Regions from separate parts of the Mus musculus genome. Here region 1 is linked to region 2. Evidence: chromatin contacts called from public HiCAR-type data. All regions are on one chromosome and are shown on one strand. The core of a region is the stretch at or near the end of the contact, and the rest is flanking DNA. Distances in the headings are between cores, read along the strand shown.

Region 1 (4,124 bases), core at 1,289-3,788, 1.8 Mb before region 2:
GGAGGGGACACTAAAAAGCTAAGCAGAAAACCAGAAAAGGGCTGATGACCTACAAACCTATGGATAAAGCACAGAAGAAAAATGTAAGACATCAATAAAAAACTGGATGAGGAACTGGCTGTTGGGATCGGTAAATACAAATCAGTAGGGACCTGATGGCACAAAGTATCTTTATAATTCAGAGTGATTTCTAAAAAAACATGTCTAACAGGCTTAACATAGTTTCAACTCAACAAGCACTTATTCAAAGCCAACTATGCAGCAGCCATCAAACAAGGAGCAAAATAAAGAACACATTGATATGTAATGTTTAAGACAAAAATGCTGAAATTTGTAGAACATGGGGAAGGTGAAAAATCACTGTATTTAAACAGCCCCCGAGACATTAAGTCATGTCTTTTAAAGTCATGACTGGCTGTGAGATGTTACTGGCATCCACTGAGTGAAGAGCAAATACAAAGTTAACAGCCTTCATGTATAGAGCATAACCTCCTTAAGGATTTTATCTATTCCAAACTGTCAGTAACACTGCTACTTATAAACTCCAGGTTGCAGGAATCAGCAAATAATTCAGGTACAACAAGTCAGACTCTAAGTTGACCTTAAAGCATGAGGACATATGTGTGGAAAGACACATGAAATAACAGAAACAAAAGTATAAAGGCAAGAAGGGGCCTGTGTTTGGACTGGGCGGTGTAGGTAGCAAGAACAGGTTTAACATCAAGAAATCCATCTGAATCCACTGCAAATGTGAGTTCAAAAAAAAAAAACAGAAAGAATACATATTAGGCCCTGGGTTCCATTTCCAATACCACAAAAAGGAACAAGCCAGGAGAATATAAGTGTGACTGATTAGCAGAAAGCAAGATCATATAGGATCACTATAGGTGCCAGGAACAGAGGCAGCAAATATTGTTTTATTATAAGCATTTGTCCTAAAGACTGATGTAACAAATTGTAAAACAGCCAAAGAGCCGCAATGAGATGGTCTTCATGGTTGCATTTCTTGTCAATGAACACTGTGTTCAGTAAGTACTGGTGCTAAGCACTTATTAAACACAATTTCCCAATTCATTACTTATTTAGCACTATTGATGATTTCTAAAGTTCCATCCACAGCTCAGATTCAGGACATTCAACTGAATCACTATGAACCAGGCAGGAAGCGGCAGTAATAGTACATTTTCTCCAGTTGGCAAAATGTAAAATTCACCTCTAATAAACAAAATTCATAAAGTAACTCTCACAAGTTATCCTTACATTCTTTTACTACAGTTATGCTTAAATTCAGCCTGTGGGACTGGATGGTATTGGTTCGCTTTCATTCCACACTATGCTGCCAGTGTAGTTCAATGTAATGCATTCAAAAACATCCCAAAATTCTTTCAAGAAATTCAAATCAGGTCTGAAAAATAGATAGCTAACCTGTTAAATTGGTATGCTTGGTACCTAATACCAATGATTCAGACAACAAAAAATTTAGCATTTCAGACCCCATCCTAGAATCAAAATCCTCTTCCACACTTCCCCAAAGGCAGAGGCCCAGCCTGAAAAAGGCATCCCAAAGGCTCATGTCTGCGTTTTCAGTTGTTGCCAAGTAATCCATCTCCATCTCTTCCAACATTTCAACCTACCAGTACGTAACCAGACCTCTCTCCTCCAGGGACCGTTATAGGGCTATTTAAAAAACCCTTTAAGTAACCTTACCTAAAACATTCTGCCAGTTCCATTGGGCCAGGCAAATACTTTGGCGATAGAGCATATAATCAATCTGCTTAAGCCAAGATACGTCTGTCCTTCGCTCTTCTCCCAGAAGCCATGCCCCAGCGGCAGATGGCTTCGTCGTCTGTTCCTCCCGAGGCAACCCTTTACCCCGAATCCCTTAAGCGATTCCTTCAAAGCTCCCCCTCCCCAAGTCCCTTACCAAGGCCCATTAGAGAGGTTCTAAGTCCCATTTCTTCCAAAGAGGATGCGCCAAGCGCTCAACCCTCTCCCAACTCTGAACGAAGGGGCCCCGGGAGAGAAGAACGTGGGCTCGGCCTCGGGAATCCAGAATGAACGAACGCAGTGGGACGGGAGTCGGCGCGGGCTCGCAGTCTCGGGGGGCACCCACGGGGGGCGGTGAAAACACTTACCAACATCCTGGTCGAAGGGGTTGGTGGCAAAGAGAGGCATGTCCGCTGCGTGCCGAGGTGTCCCCGGGGACTGCCCCTCGACCCCGCGGCACTCTAGGGGTGACGGAGAAAGGAGGCCCCTCAGGTACAAACACAGCAAGGGCGCCTGCCTGCCAGTGCAGGGTCCCTCTCAGCCCCTCCTCTCACCCACCCCAGCAACAGAGGCGGCGGCGGCGGCAACAGCCGAGAAGCGGAACAGGCCCCCGCGCGGGGCGTGTCGGGAATGTAGGCGACTTGAGCGCTGCCTGAACACTGCCCGCTCCGGGTCTGGCCAGAGCCCGCCGCCTCCGCCGAGGCCCACGCGATGAGCCGCCGCTGTCTCTTCCTCTGCTGAGTTCCCGCGTGCCCGTGGGGTTAGCGGCTAGGTTCTCGGCTTTTCCATGTCCCCGGGCGTCTCGGGAGGACGAGGTCCTTCAGGCGCACCGAGGCCGACTAAGAGCCTCTAGAGTGAATAAGAGACTGGGAGAGGGAGAGGGTTCAGTTTGGGTCCAGCCAAACCCTTAATTTTTAACTCCTTGGGTTTATTCGATGGGTTGTTGTGATGTTGCAATCCCTCTAGAAAGTCAGGCAGTCCTTTGGGTTACCCGAGGAAAATGTTGAGCGCGCTCGTCGAGGGTTCATGGAAGTTGCTGGGATTGGAGTCATGTGAGCTGGTGGAGCTGGCCTGAATCCCTTGGAGGGAGTGTCGAGGCGCACAGCCTCTCGAGAGGCTGAGGTAACGCTGGCTCATTCCCCAGCCTGAGATCAGAGGGAGCCTTCCTGGGTGTGGGCTCCGACTGACTAAACGTGCAGTCACTGAGTCCCTGAGAAGATTAGACCTTCTCAGCCTGAGATAAGCACGCACACCCAACGGCAGAAATTGAAAAAAAAAAAAAAACACACACACACACATGAAAAATGGAGCCAGACATTGATGAGGACTCTTGGCAACTTAAAATGTTGATTTGGTGATCTAATTTGTACATATGTATGTAACGCACGCCCCCTCCCCAGCTCCCAACACACACACACACATTGTCCTCTAAATCATGTGAAATCTAAAGAATCATCTCTTGGAAATATTACGTAAAGTTAGCAAGTCGGTCTTGCACATGCACTGAGATTCGGTAAAAAGTGCCCAAATAGGGACCCTTACAAAAAGGGAAGCTTATAAACATGTCAACAAGATTTGTATAACAGTACAAACAGCTTGCTTACTAAACAGTTAAAGTCGAATTTTGGAGGAAGAGGAGCAAACTAAAGCATCGGTTAACGTTTTCAGTCATTTAAAACTAAAAGAATCCAAGGGATGGGAAACAAAGTTGCCTGATGGGGTATAAATTACAGCATTCTTAAGAGAAAGGATGGGAAGTATATAGCCAGCTTTTGGAAATGTGCCTCTGGTTCCAGTTATTCTGAATTTTAAATCTTACAGTCTTTTAAAACATGAACCAAGATATTAATGGCAGCGTTGTTTACAATATCAAAGTTTTGATGACCGCTAAACTGTCCGACATTAAAGAGATTGGACAAACTCCTCTGTCTGTTTCCTCATAAATAAGAAACGGAAATGACAAACCATTGAAGATGAAATAAATTACTAGAAGCAAATCCCCTGTAATAGTGTCTAGCATATAGTAAGCACTCAAGTGGAATCAATAGTTATAATTGTACTTATTTGGCCATTGAAAGTAAGAGCATAGATGTGTATTTACATAGACATCTGAGTGGATAAGAGTTTAAAAGGCTTTAAAGACTGACTGAGGATGAGCCTCAGTGATGGGGTACTTGTTTAGAATGTGAGAGGCTCTGGGTTCTGACCTTGGCACTGAAAAAGAAAAAAAAAAAAGCCTTCAAATATATGTGAAAAAATTCTACAATTTTAAACAACCTGAACGAAAATATTTTCTGAGTAACTTAATGAGCATAATTTTTCTTTCAAAGGGGTGGAGTTAAAATATAAAAATGTGA
Region 2 (3,644 bases), core at 373-2,872:
ATATATATATTTAACACAGCCTTCTCAGGCTAGTCTTGAACTTGTTAGGTTAGCCCAGGCTGTCCAACAAAAGATCCTCTTATTACAGCCCCTGCCCCCAAACAAAACAGTGTTGGGATTTCAGGTATGTGTCACCATGTCCCACACTTCTTTGCCTACACTTAAATTCTGTGTGACCTCAGAGTCATGTTGTTTTTTTTATCACCAATCTATGTCCTGAAAAGTTTGTATTTATAAAAAACCATTTATACACACAGTTCTAGTCTGCTCCCTTCACCTTCGGGCTCCTCGAAAGATCAACAACTAGTACTGGTGAGGAAGAGATCCTGTTGTCTCAAACTTTCACTCCCAAGCCCTGCTTTTGAAAACTGTTAACTGCAGCATTTCTGACTTTGCAGTCCTTCATCACAACCTCATAGGATAGAGGTTTATACCAAATCATACAATGTGCCAGAGATGCCCTTGAGAAAGACTGAGAAAACCTACAGGATTTTTGTATTAGTATGTCAGCGGAATAGGAGAGGAAGAGGGTTCTTACATTCCATTATCAAATCCCATTTACTGAGGAAGAAACTGATTTACCCTCAAAGGTAGAGGTGACAGCCATATAACCACTCTTTTCTGGAGTTGGTATACTCTTTTGTATGCTTGTATCCGAGCTGCGCAATATTGGGAAATCATTAAATTCTCGCCGCATATGGAACACCGCTTCTCCAAAACAATGACTTGAGGTGACATCCATAAAATTTAGATGGTCCTTAAACTAGAGACTCGAAATCTAGCGGGCTCAACAGGCACTTGCCCGGTCCTAGACCGCAAGCTCCGTCCTGCAGCCTGAGAACTAGCCGCTAGAGGGCGCGAAGAGCGCGCCGGCCCCAGCCAGGGGCTGGAGAGGGTCGAGCGCGGGATCCGCTGCTGCAAGCCCAGAGCAGCGGGGTCGGCGGGCCGCACAGGGCGAGAGGACTGTCACTGTGGACGCTCCTAGCTCACCGACCCGGGACACCGGCCTCTGGGGAGCGTCAGGCCTTCTCCTCTGGGCTCCACGGCTCCCGATCCCGGGTGAACAGCGTTCGGGAAGGAGGGCGATGTCTGCGGGAACCCACTGTGGTCCCCCGGGGAACCGGGCACCTCCGTTCGCGCGTCTCTGTTGCGTCTCGGCCGCGCTGGGGATGCTGTGGTCCCCTGCGTGTCTGGCGTTCAACTTGGATGTGGACAAGCTCACTGTGTACAGTGGCCCCGAGGGCAGCTACTTCGGCTACTCACTGGACTTCTACATACCTGATGCGCGCACGTAAGTTGCTGGGTTGGGTTGGTGGCTTGGTGGCGCGCGATTCCAGGTCCTGTCTCTGTCTCTCAGAGGTCTCCGCAGCCAGGAGGAAAGGATGTCTGATATTTCAGGCAACTGCCCACTCCGGGTCGGATTCTGCTCTTTGCCTGCTACCAACATCTTTCCTCCTGACTTATGCTAAATAGATGTGCCCATGAATCTGGGATTGGAGATGCTCCACTGGTATATAAGTTCGGATTCAAAGACAAGAGCATTATACAAAGGAGAGAGTGGGGCGGGACAGACTCAGGTCAGTTTTAAAATAAGGACCGCGCAGTCTGTTCCTACGGAATCTCATAGCGCCTTAGGTTGCAGACAGTTGGGATCTGCCTTCCCCATCACAGTCTCCACCTACCTCCACCTAGACAGGCAGAACCATTAGCAGCCTCTTCCAAAACCAGGTTTCTGGTGCTCATAGGCTTCCAAAGAGGAAATCAAGTTTGGCAGTCTTTCCACAATAAACCTGTTTGTGCCTGCCGCTGCTGCCGCAGTCCGGTGGGCATGCTTCTACAGACTGGGCACACGGGTAAATGTTCCCAGAGGAGTGACTTTCTCCAATCTCTTTGCAGAGCCAGTGTCTTAGTGGGGGCACCCAAAGCCAACACTAGCCAGCCGGATATCGTAGAAGGGGGAGCTGTCTACTACTGTCCCTGGCCCTCAGAGAGGTCTGCACAGTGCAAGCAGATACCGTTTGACACCACCAGTAAGTGATGCTAACCTGTAGTGTGGCCCCTGGTTGAAAAGAACCAGAGCCATTCCTCGCGGCAATTTAGTGTTCTTTCCCCCCCTCCTAATGTAAATCTGAGTGTTTGGATGCATCTGGTAACATCCGTTTCCCTACTGTTCAGAGGTGAACACTAGGGGAGGAGGTGCTTGGGACCAGTAGAAACCCACAGCTGTGAGGGGAGGGGAGCACAGGCTTAATACTTGGTTGGCAGAGGCAGGCTGGTGTCTGTGAGTTCGAGGCCGGCCAGAGTTACAAAATAACCTACACTATAGAGAATCGGGTTGGTCCTCAAATATAGAGGTGGAGACTGATAAAGGACTCGCTTGGAGTATTTGTAATTCTCTAGTTCCCAAGTCCGGAGGTGAGACTTGCCCTGTAGTAGATCCAGACTGCAACCTGGGGTGCTTGACATTCTAATTCTTTACAGAAAGAATTTTCTTTCAAAATACTGGACATTAGATGCAAAATACTACAGGCAGAGTGTGGATGGATTATATTCATTTCCAAAAATCCCCCAGACAGATGTTTCTTATTTAATTAAAGGGAAAATACCATTTCATCTGCTGTTTTTAACTTGGATCCTAAGAAAATAATTTAAAAGGGGTGTTTTGAAAACACCATCACTCGGTGTTTTAGCTTGTAGCACCCAAATGTTAGCATTCAAATAACATATATTATTAGAGAATACCCTCTTTTTTTTCAAAGATGCAAATATGTCAGGTCAAATGACGGCGTGATGGGCAATAAATTAAGATTCCTTGTACACGTCATACTTTAGGACATTGTTCTTACTTTCCCTGTGGTCCTGTGGTTATCTAACTTATGCATCTAGGATTTATGTAAATGTGCATTTTCACAGAATTTTGAAAAAATTGATTGGGTGGTATGTACCCATGACGTTAATCTGTGTCATTTCTGTTGAGAGGGACTATCAATATGGAAATCATTTTGAAGAAAAATTATGCAATCTTTACCTTGAATTATGACCCAATTAGAAAAACATTTCATAAAAAACATTTTGAATTTATATTTCCATGCCCATCCATTGTCATACTATCTTGTTTGTTATTTTATTAATGGTTCAGTTATTTGAAAACAGATTTATAAGGCTTTACTTTATTTACATTCACATTTAGCAACTGGAACTTTTAAATCGTTTGTGAATAAAACAGTGGCGTTTTGATCCTTACTGATCTCTACATCAGAATAAGTTCCTGGGACGGGGGTGGTGGTGGTGGTGGTGGTGGTGCAGGGGGGTGCTCAGTGGGGAAAGAGCTGGCTACAATCCACAGTTCCATGTCAAAGCTAGGCCACGGCGTGTGCTTGTGACCTCAGCACAGGGGGACTGGTAGACAAGAGCCTTTAAGGCACTTTCTAGTCACCTGATCTTAGCTAAAACAACAGTGATCTTTAGGTTCGATGAGTGGCCCCGCTTCAAACAATAAGGCAATAGTGATCAGGAAGAATATAGCCTCAAACTCTGGCTTCCACAGATGCTACTTGGGCAAGCACATCTGCACACATGTGTGCACACATCCATATACCACGCACACAAGCACACACCAAGACTGCATCTAAGGTTTGATCATA

What was found. HiCAR-type assays count read pairs that join an accessible place to other places.
Region 1: a contact with region 2 is called in a HiCAR-type map of astrocytes, with 4 times the contacts expected there. The contact joins the promoter of Stamos here to the promoter of E030013I19Rik in region 2.

What each region holds. Positions count from the first base shown.
Region 1 is chr2:14,072,348-14,076,471 of GRCm38.p6, reverse strand. Stamos (signal transducing adaptor molecule (SH3 domain and ITAM motif) 1, opposite strand) reads left to right here and starts at 2,538. Exons shown (of 2, transcript NR_038162.1): 1 at 2,538-2,889. Stam (signal transducing adaptor molecule (SH3 domain and ITAM motif) 1) reads right to left here and starts at 2,372. Exons shown (of 14, transcript NM_011484.3): 1 at 2,136-2,372. The coding sequence starts at 2,175.
Region 2 is chr2:12,299,224-12,302,867 of GRCm38.p6, reverse strand. It overlaps E030013I19Rik (RIKEN cDNA E030013I19 gene), which reads right to left and starts at 1,622. Exons shown (of 2, transcript NR_040353.1): 1 at 1,279-1,622. It overlaps Itga8 (integrin alpha 8), which reads left to right and starts at 924. Exons shown (of 30, transcript NM_001001309.3): 1 at 924-1,291; 2 at 1,897-2,030. The coding sequence starts at 1,086.